2 separate regions of the Mus musculus genome follow, and region 2 is linked to region 1. Evidence: chromatin contacts called from public HiChIP or PLAC-seq data. All regions are on one chromosome and are shown on one strand. The core of a region is the stretch at or near the end of the contact, and the rest is flanking DNA. Distances in the headings are between cores, read along the strand shown. Region 1 overlaps Sntb2 (syntrophin, basic 2). Region 2 holds the start of Cog8 (component of oligomeric golgi complex 8).

Region 1 (4,610 bases), core at 1,364-3,863:
CTCTCTCTCACACACACACACACACACACACACAGCACAGCACAGCACAAATTATCAGCTTTATCCATCTTTTTAAGATTCTACATGATGAAATATGAATTATTAAGCTGAGAAATTGCTTGTACTTCATTCTGAAGTATGATCTGGTGAGCCATGCTGCAAGGAAAAGGGCTGGTGTTCCTGAGTCCTGAGCTGAGCTCCAGCTGCTCCTCATGAACTTCAGTTTCCCCTTGGAGGAGGGACTGATTAATAGCCCACCATGCTCAGTTCTGTGTCTAAAATGACTGAAGTGCTCTGTCATCTAAGGAAAACACTGGTGCTAATTGTTGCCTGTGATAAAAATCTGTTTTTCAAGGGAAATTATAAATCCGGATAAGGTTTCGATGCTGCATATAAGGAGAGCATGCATGTTTTGGATTTTTTTGTGATGCTCATTTCATTTGATATAAAATCCTCAAAGTTCATCCATGTGATAGCTGATGATAGGACTTCCTCTCCTAGTTCACTGAATGGGACGTGCCATTGTTTGTTTTGTGTGTGGTGTTTTGATTTGTTTTAGGCCGGCCTGAAATTAAGCATTTTTTTCTGTAAATGAATGTTTTGCCTCTATGTATGTCTGTGAATCATGTGTGTGCCTGGTGCCTATGGAAGACAAAAGAGGGTATAGGAGATGGTTTTGAACTGCCATCTATCAAACCCAGGTCCTCTGGAAGAGTAGCAGGTGTTCTTAACCTGAGTCATCTCTCTAGCCCCCGAAGAATTTTCTGCATCTCTTTTTCTGTTGGTAGGTATTTTCTTTCTTTCTTTTTTTTTAAAGATTTATTCATTTATTATATGTAAGTACACTGTAGCTGTCTTCAGACACTCCAGAAGAGGGAGTCAGATCTCGTTACGGATGGTTGTGAGCCACCATGTGGTTGCTGGGATTTGAACTCCGGACCTTCAGAAGAGCAGTCGGGTGCTCTTACCCACTGAGCCATTCTCACCAGCCCGGTATTTTCTTTATGAAGACAGTAAGTAATATCCTGCCTCCTGTGACACCAGGGACTATTCTATCAGATTAAAGGATATCAAAATATCATAATTTGGGGCTGGAGAGATGACTCAGTGGTTAAGAGCACCGACTGCTCTTCCAGAGGTTCCTGAGTTCAATTCCCAGCAACCACATGTTGGCTCACAACCATCTGTAATGAGGTCTGGTGTCCTCTTCTGGTGTGTCTGAAGAGAGCAATGGTGGTGTACTCATATGCATAAAATAAATAAATAAATCTTTTAAAAAATATCATAATTTGGCTTTGAAATGCATTCATCCAAAAACTGTTGAAGGTAATGATCACCTTAGCTTTCTGTTCTATTTGTGGTCCTAGGTTGGTTCATTCAGGTTCTGGATGTCGGTCACCCTCCCTTGGATCTGACCTGACCTTTGCTACCAGGACAGGCTCTCGGCAGGGCATTGAGATGCATCTCTTCAGGGTTGAAACTCATCGGGATTTGTCGACCTGGACCAGAATACTTGTTCAGGGCTGCCATGCTGCTGCTGAGCTGATCAAGGAAGTCTCCCTAGGTAGAGATACTTTTGTTTGGCCTTCCTATCTATCTCTCTCTCTCTTTTTCTTTTTCCCCTCCCTTCTTCCCTCCCTCTCCCTCTCCCTCTCCCTCTCCCTCTCCCTCTCCCTCTCCCTCTCTCTCTCTCTCTCTCTCTCTCTCTCTCTCTCTCTCTCTCTCCCCCTCCCTCCCTCCCTCCTTCCTAACTTCCTTCCTTCCTGCTTGTTTTTGACAGGGTCTCACACAGCCCAGCCTGGCACTCTTGATCCCCTGCCTCACCTCCCCAGTGCTGGGGTCACAGGTGTGCACTCTCATTCCTGGTCCTGGATTCTAACCATAATTATTAGTTTTTTCAAGCCTTATCTTTATCAGTGTGTGCACATTTCCTTGTGTGTACATACATGCCATGAGTGTGCAGGTGCCCCATGAGACCAGAAAAGGGCAGACAGTGAAACAGAATTTGCTTTTGTGGGTGCTGAGAATCAAATTGGAATCCTTTAGAAAACCAAAGGATGAACCTTTAAAAGCTAAACCATCTCTCCTGCCCTCTAATAGTAATTAGGTGAAGTTACTCAGCTGTAAAGTAAAACCATTGTTTTGCATACTGATTGTAAGCTATTAAAACACGGTAGCTGAAGTGGTGGTGGAGGAAAGAAATCTGTTATCTGTCTAAGTACCAGACCTTTCCCATGCCTGCCATGTAGCACTGACCACCATACTACCACGTGGCTTTTTCACTGTGTATCATTGTAATCTACATTTAATAGTGTAAGAACCCAGGCAATAAGAATTAGATGCACTGACTACAGTTAAGAAGATTTGGCACTTAAGGCCATCCATACGCCCTCAAATACAAGTATCTGGCAGTTTGTGGCTGTGGAAAATAACGTGTATGGAGTAGGAGTTTCTCTTCAAAAGCTTGAAAATGTCTGTCCAACATTCAGGAGTTGGTTGCCTCATTTCCACTCTGGGCGCTCCCTCTAGTGGCGAGTCCCTGCTGGTTGCTTTGTTCCACAGTGGATGTGCCCCTGGTGGCAGACATTATGAACTTGGTGTTTCATATACACTCTGTAAACATACAGGTATTCCAGTTTGCCCTTCCGTTTCATGAAACAAGGGTCAGTGTGGCTTATATACAGGCAGTGCCTTAAGCCCCTCCTTCCCTCTCCAGATGACTCATACTCCTGACCGGATTAAATACCTGAAGGACAGACAGTATCAGTCCCCTTCATTCATTAAATCAACAAATATTTGCTGAGCACTATTTAGCAAGAGCTAGGCTTTATAATGATAGAGATAAAGTAAATAAGATCTACTCCCTGTCCCTGACCAGAGAGATGTGAGGAGAGGACAGACGCCATCCTGTTGTTCTCTGTAGTTAGTTTGTGGAGAGACTAATAAGGCGTTTTTTTCTTACACCATTGACCAGGGATGCTACCCCAGCCGTTCATAATTTGTTGTTTTTAAAAGTTTCTACTTACCAGTGAGCATAAATTCCTGGTGTTTTCCTCTAGTAATATAATAGTCACCTTAGTTGTCAATTTCTGGGGCCTACTCCCTTCGAAGTTGTCCTATAATGCTCAAAAAGCCTGAGTCAATCAGAGTGTCTGTCTGTCTGTCTCTCTCTCTCTCTCTCTCTCTCCCTACCCCCACCCCATGTGATGTGTGTGTGTGTGTGTGTATGTGTGTGTGTCTCCCCTCCCTCCTTTCCTCCCCCTCTTGCTTTGATCTGTCTCCTGCTGTGCTATAGGGTCAGGTCAAAGGACTCTCCAGAAACATTGAAACCACTTAAAACTACAAAACTAAACAACTGATCCCAGTAGCAGGATTTGTAGAAAACATTATTAGGAGGTCTCTCAACACCAGTCTTTGATTTTAAGAAATACAGACTGGGAGATGGGAAGCAGAGCTCAGTATCGCCATGGAGAGGCCTGGGATTCGGGCTTCAGCACTACAGAAAGAATAAACAAACAGGCATGGGCTGGGAAGGTGAATGCTTGCCACACAACATGAAGGCCCAAGTTCAGTTACCAGAACCCATGTAGACATCCAGCTGCACTGGCTCGTGTGTGTACGTCCCATGTAGACATCCAGCTGCACTGGCTCGTGTGTGTACGTCCCATGTAGACATCCAGCTGCACTGGCTCGTGTGTGTACTTCCCATGTAGACATCCAGCTGCACTGGCTCGTGTGTGTACTTCCAGGGCTGGGCAGGTCAAGGCAGGGATCCCTAGGACTCACTGGCCAGCCAGTCTAGCCAAATAGGTGAGCCCAGACCAAGGAGAGACCTTGTTTCCAAAACATAAGGTGGATAGCACCTGGGGAGGACCAATTCATAAGGTCTCTACACACAGGTACCTGTGCATGCACACAAAAATACAAGATAGGTAATATGTAATATGATTGACATTCATTTCAGTGTAACCCCGATTGACTCCTGGCTTTAGTATGTTATCTTAGAGTGTCTTTCTATTCTGTAATGTCCTGTGATGTGAAAAAGCCAATGTTCCCTTCCACTTATGAGTGTAAGACATAGGAACCAGAGCAGTGGAATGAAAACCAGATTTGTGGGGATGGTGAGTGTCATGGAAGCAAAAGAAAGAGGTATCAGAGGAATGGTGGTACTGTCGGCCGGTGTGCATTAGACAGACGTTAGCAGTGCTTTGTGAAGCTTACCAAAACTAAATTGTTTTAATTTTCTAGCTAACATAATATTGATTTCATTATGTCTGTGCACCACATGAATGCAGTGCCCATGGAGGCCAGAAGAGGGGTTGGATCACTTGGGACTGGAGTCCTGTGGGCCCTGAGATGGACCCCCTCCAGTCACCATGACATTTTCATGCACACACATCCCTGTTCATCCGCCATCACTGTCTCATCCCACACTGTTCCTCTTCTCTCCCCATCGTCCCTGTCTTAGTGTTACTATTGCTGTGATGAGACGTCATGACCAAAACAACTTGGGGAAGAAGGGATTACACTCACGGGTCCATAGAACAGTTTATCACTGAGACCAGTGAAGGCAGGCACTCATGCAGGGCAGGAACCTGGAGCAGGAGCTG
Region 2 (4,610 bases), core at 1,431-3,930, 54 kb after region 1:
GTCGCCGTACATAGGCGGCAAGCTCCAGCGCCTCTTCATGATAGCTGTTTCGGACACACGTGTCCATAAGCTGGGGTATCTCTAAAATCTCCAGGATTTCTGTGTGCCGGTTTAGAGTCAGCGTGTTCATGCGGCGGCTGGAGCTGATCTCCTCAGCTTCCTTCACAAAGTTCCTAGAGCCGATCAGGAAAGTGTATTTCCTTATTATCCTACACAGCAGTTTGTTACCAAGCACTTACTAGACACGGGCTAGATGGTTTACCTAGTTTATTTAAAATCTTCCCGCTGGGCGGTCGTAGCACACGCCTTTAATCCCAGCACTTGGGAGGCAGAGGCAGGAGGATTTCTGATTTCGAGGCCAGCCTGGTCTACAGAGTGAGTTCCAGGACAGCCAGAGCTACACACAGAAACCCTGTCTCGGGAAAAAAAAAAAAATCTTCCCACAAGGCTGGCTCTGGTGGGGCACACCCATGATCCCAGCCCTCCAGAAGTTGAGGCAGACCAGCTAGGGATAGATACATAGTGCAACCCTATCTCAAACAAAATCCTCACACCAAATCTACAATTTCTATTACACTTGAAAGAACTTTTAACTCAAGATTTAAGAAACTTTTCATTAATTGATTGCTTGCATGGAGTCGTCACAATGGCTCAGTGGGTACAGTGCCTAGTGCCTGCCAACAAGCCTGCTGACCTAAGTGTGATCCCCTCACTGGAGAGAGAACCCACCCTACAAGCTGTCCTCTGACTTCCACATCAACATGGTGGTACCCCTCCCTCCATGTCATTTTAAAAATGGCTTGTAGATTTATATTGGCTGCCCAGACTGTCAACATTTGGGACTGAACTGCTCTAGGTCTCACGAAGGAGGTCTATGTTACGGCAAGGTACTTGGCTTCTCTGGACCTGTCTTTTCATTGGTGTGAATGTTAGAGACAGGCAAGATGGCATGTATGTAAGACCTTACATAAAGTAAATGTATGGAAAGCGTCTACAAATCCCTTACTAGCTGGACTTAAGGCTGGAGAAGTGGCTCTGTGATCACTGCTCTTGCAGGGGACCCCAGCTTAGGTCCCAACACATATACCTAGTGGCTCACAACCACCTATAATTCTAGTCCCAGGATATCTGACACCCTCTTCTAACCTCCTTTGGGCACATATGGTGCACAGACATACATGCAGGTGAGATACACATTTTAAAGTAGCTACTAATATTTTTCTAATAGAGCACTAACCACTCTATAAGCCACACTTTTGCCCTAAGATTCTTCAGGTCTTCATGTTATGTGCTGCTATGTATCTTTCGCGCTCCCACTTAAACTTTCTCCACTTTTCTATAGTAATTCCAGAAACTCGCTTTATGCAGTCCTGAATCTCTTTTCAGACATATGGGGTACACAACCTGTTTTTAATATCCAAGCTTCCAAAGAAAAATTGACCTGCTGGATAGCAGAACTAAGTGTATTAGATCGAGGGCCTAGAAATGTAACATAGCTTAAAAAGGAAATGCTTTTTGACAACCTACAATGACAAATAGGATCTGTCAGCTTCCTATCGATGGACATTTTGAAGCTGAGCACCTCCAGCCCACATTTATATAGGGTTAACTATGTCAGGCTCAATGAACTGCCTTGCATAATTTTATTTATTTATTTATTTTTGGTTTTTCGAGACAAGGTTTCTCTGCATAGCTCTGGCTGTCCTGGAACTCACTCTGTAGACCAGGCTGGCCTTGAACTCAGAAACCCGCCTGCCTCTGCCTCCCAAGTGCTGGGATTAAAGGCGTGCGCCACCACCGCCCGGATGCATACATTTTTTAGTTTGTTTGAATGTCTCATGTAGCTCAGGCTGTCCATGAATTCAATACTCAGACTAGGATGATGACTCTGTGACTCGAATACTGGGATCACAAGTGTCAATAAGACTGGCTGAATGTTTATTATTTAAACAACAGCCTATGAGGGAGTAGTGGACTCCTAGCTTCCAATTCTTGGAAACTTACTAGCTGTGTTCTTGGACAAGTCACTTCACTTCGACTTCCTCGTCTGTAAAATAATGACGCTACCTACCTAGATGGCTGCTGTGAAGTTTAAGTGGATTAACAAGGCAATCAGGAGAGAGCCCTGTACACTACGCTTGGGTCATGACGATAGCGTCCTGGCAGATACAATGACGCGCCCGTCCCCATCAGGCCAGCCGCACCTGCAGCTCTGCTGGAAGCGGGGCAGACGGTCGAGCAGGCGCCCGAGGGACGCCTCCACGTCGCCGAAGAGCCGGTGGATGCGCTCGGTGCACTCGGCCCCGCGAATGAACGTCTTGTAGTTGGCGAAAGCCAGGTCGCGCGTCTGCTGCAGCCGCTGGGCCCGCTCTTCCGCCAAGCGCTCGGGTTCGCGCCGCAGCCGGTCCAGCCCGGAGCCGCTCAGCTCCCGGAGGTAGCGGCCCACGTCGGGCTTCTCACGCCACTGAGCTTCGGGGAAGCGGTCCCGGAATAGCGACGCCAGGAGGCCCTCATCTTCCACCTCCCCCAGCGCGACGGCCGTGGCTGTCGTCGTGGCCGAAGCGGTCGTGGAGGGCTGGAGAGGGAGAGCGGCCGCCATCTCTCAAGCACGGTACCGTCACTTCCTCTTCAGAGCCGGTTTCGCTCCTGGGAAACGGAAACGATTGGGGGAAACATTTCCCGTCTCTATGGTTTCTCATCTAGCCGGCTTTCGGTCCCCGGAAGTCCGCCACGGTAGGCGGCGGCTGCGCAAAGATCACGGAGAATTAGGCTAGAGAGACACGCGTTCGTGGACCCCAGGAAGTGGGCGGGTGGGAAAGTGACTTCCGCTTCCGGCTCTCCAGGCACGAGGATTCCCGGGAGCCAAGCAAGCGGCAAGATGAGGCCCTTGACTGAAGAAGAGACCCGGGTCATGTTTGAGAAGATCGCGAAGTAGTAAGAACTGGAGAGGCGGATGAGGGACGGGCGTGCGGGGAGTGGGGATGCGGCTCCGGGGCGGGACGGTCCCGGCTCAGACGCTGGTCTTGTTGCCCTCAGCATCGGAGAGAACCTTCAACTCCTAGTGGACAGACCCGACGGCACGTACTGTTTCCGGCTGCACAACGACCGAGTGTACTATGTGAGGTGAGGTGGGGCGTGCTGCCCACTGCGTGGCGGGCTGGAGGCGTGCATCCATCCCTGGTCGTCACCGGGTACCTTCCTCCCGCGCCCCTGTAGTGAGATGATGCTGAAGCTGGCCGCCAACATCTCCGGAGACAAGCTCGTGTCGCTGGGGACGTGTTTTGGGAAGTTTACCAAGACCCACAAGTTCCGCTTGCACGTGACAGCTCTGGATTACCTGGCCCCCTATGCCAAGGTACGTTGTGGGGGCCTGGTCTCCAGGTTGCCATCCGGGATGAAGTCCCGGGTGACGGCGGCCAGGTCAGAGCACAGATTCTTTCCAACGAGTTTCTGGACAGCGTCAGCCTAAGAAGTTGTTTGTCGATATTGCTGCTTGGACACGTTTAGGAAGGGTTATGGCCATGGAGCTGCATAGCCTAGTTGTCTACAGGAAAACAGGCCTCCACCGTGTCAGCTGGATCTCAGAAAGCAGAGACGAAGACACAAGTGCCAGTGGTGAGGGTGATCCTAGGGTCCAAGGGGAAAAAAAAAGGAAATTGCTGATTATGTGAGCATTTCGATGTAAGGTTGAATTTCGATGTTAGGTTGAGGAAGGAACTCCATGGTGAAAGATCAAAAATTGGGGTATCCCAGCACTTGGGAGGCAGAGACAGGCGGACTTCTGAGTTCGAGGACAGCCAGGGCTACACAGAGAAACACTGTCTCAAAAAAAAACAAAAAACCCACAAACAAACAAAAACAAAAAAGTGGGGGGGGGGTCCAAACAACTTAAAGGTTCCCCACCTCTCCTTAAACTCGGAAGCAGCTGCTAATCCGCATTTAGGGATATAGCCCAACATCCTTGTGTCTTGGCTTTTAACTCTCTTTCAGTATAAAGTGTGGGTAAAGCCGGGAGCAGAGCAGTCCTTCTTGTATGGAAACCATGTGTTGAAATCCGGTCTGGGTCGAATTACTGAGAACACATCTCAGTACCAGGGAGTGGTTGTCTATTCCATGGCGGACATTCCTCTGGTGAGTAGCCACGGTAGCCATCCATCACGGCAAATGCCAGGTACCCACTGGAAAGGATGAAGTTTCAGTCAGCAGCTCGGAGACTGACTTCTTGGCTCCTTTCACAGTTCTCAAAGATACAGCTGTTTCAATATAGTTTTTGTTTTGTTTTGTTTCCTTATAAATGAATGTCTGTTCTTTCAATTCCAGGGTTTTGGGGTGGCAGCAAAGTCTACCCAAGACTGCCGAAAAGTGGACCCCATGGCAATTGTGGTGTTCCACCAAGCAGACATTGGGGAGTACGTACGCCATGAAGAGACACTGACTTAGGACGGTCATTCCAAGAACATTTTGCTGTGTGAGAGGACTTAGCTTTGTTTCCTGTGTGCGGCCATCAGATTAAATCTGGACAACACTGAGATACGCAACTTGGGTTCTTATCAACAGAAATGGCGTGAAAACAGGGTCTCTGGCCCTCTAGAGTCAAAAGCAGGTGGATC

The links. HiChIP or PLAC-seq counts read pairs in DNA pulled down with a chosen protein or histone mark.
Region 2: an H3K27ac HiChIP or PLAC-seq map of embryonic stem cells shows a contact between it and region 1, with 10 read pairs. The contact joins the promoter of Cog8 here to the enhancer-like site in region 1. A contact is called at or near these places in 2 of 39 promoter capture datasets (embryonic stem cells and macrophages), 2 of 115 datasets of contacts at active chromatin or transcription factors (the SCID.adh cell line and embryonic stem cells) and 3 of 9 other capture datasets (adipose tissue, liver and pancreatic islet).

The regions. Positions count from the first base shown.
Region 1 is chr8:107,000,143-107,004,752 of GRCm38.p6, forward strand. Sntb2 (syntrophin, basic 2) reads left to right here. Exons shown (of 7, transcript NM_009229.5): 5 at 1,368-1,564. Among named protein-coding and RNA genes, the nearest start is that of Gm22085, 7.2 kb to the right of the region's middle. Within about 2 kb of position 2,614, at least 41 of the 459 cell types and tissues checked have an H3K27ac peak or open chromatin away from gene starts, as enhancers often do. A contact at or near this core is called in embryonic stem cells, where this site is marked.
Region 2 is chr8:107,054,057-107,058,666 of GRCm38.p6, forward strand. It overlaps Cog8 (component of oligomeric golgi complex 8), which reads right to left and starts at 2,681. Exons shown (of 5, transcript NM_139229.4): 1 at 2,205-2,681; 2 at 1-173. The coding sequence starts at 2,599. It overlaps Nip7 (NIP7, nucleolar pre-rRNA processing protein), which reads left to right and starts at 2,821. Exons shown (of 5, transcript NM_025391.2): 1 at 2,821-2,934; 2 at 3,037-3,123; 3 at 3,217-3,355; 4 at 3,991-4,131; 5 at 4,321-4,610. The coding sequence starts at 2,879. The coding sequence ends at 4,440.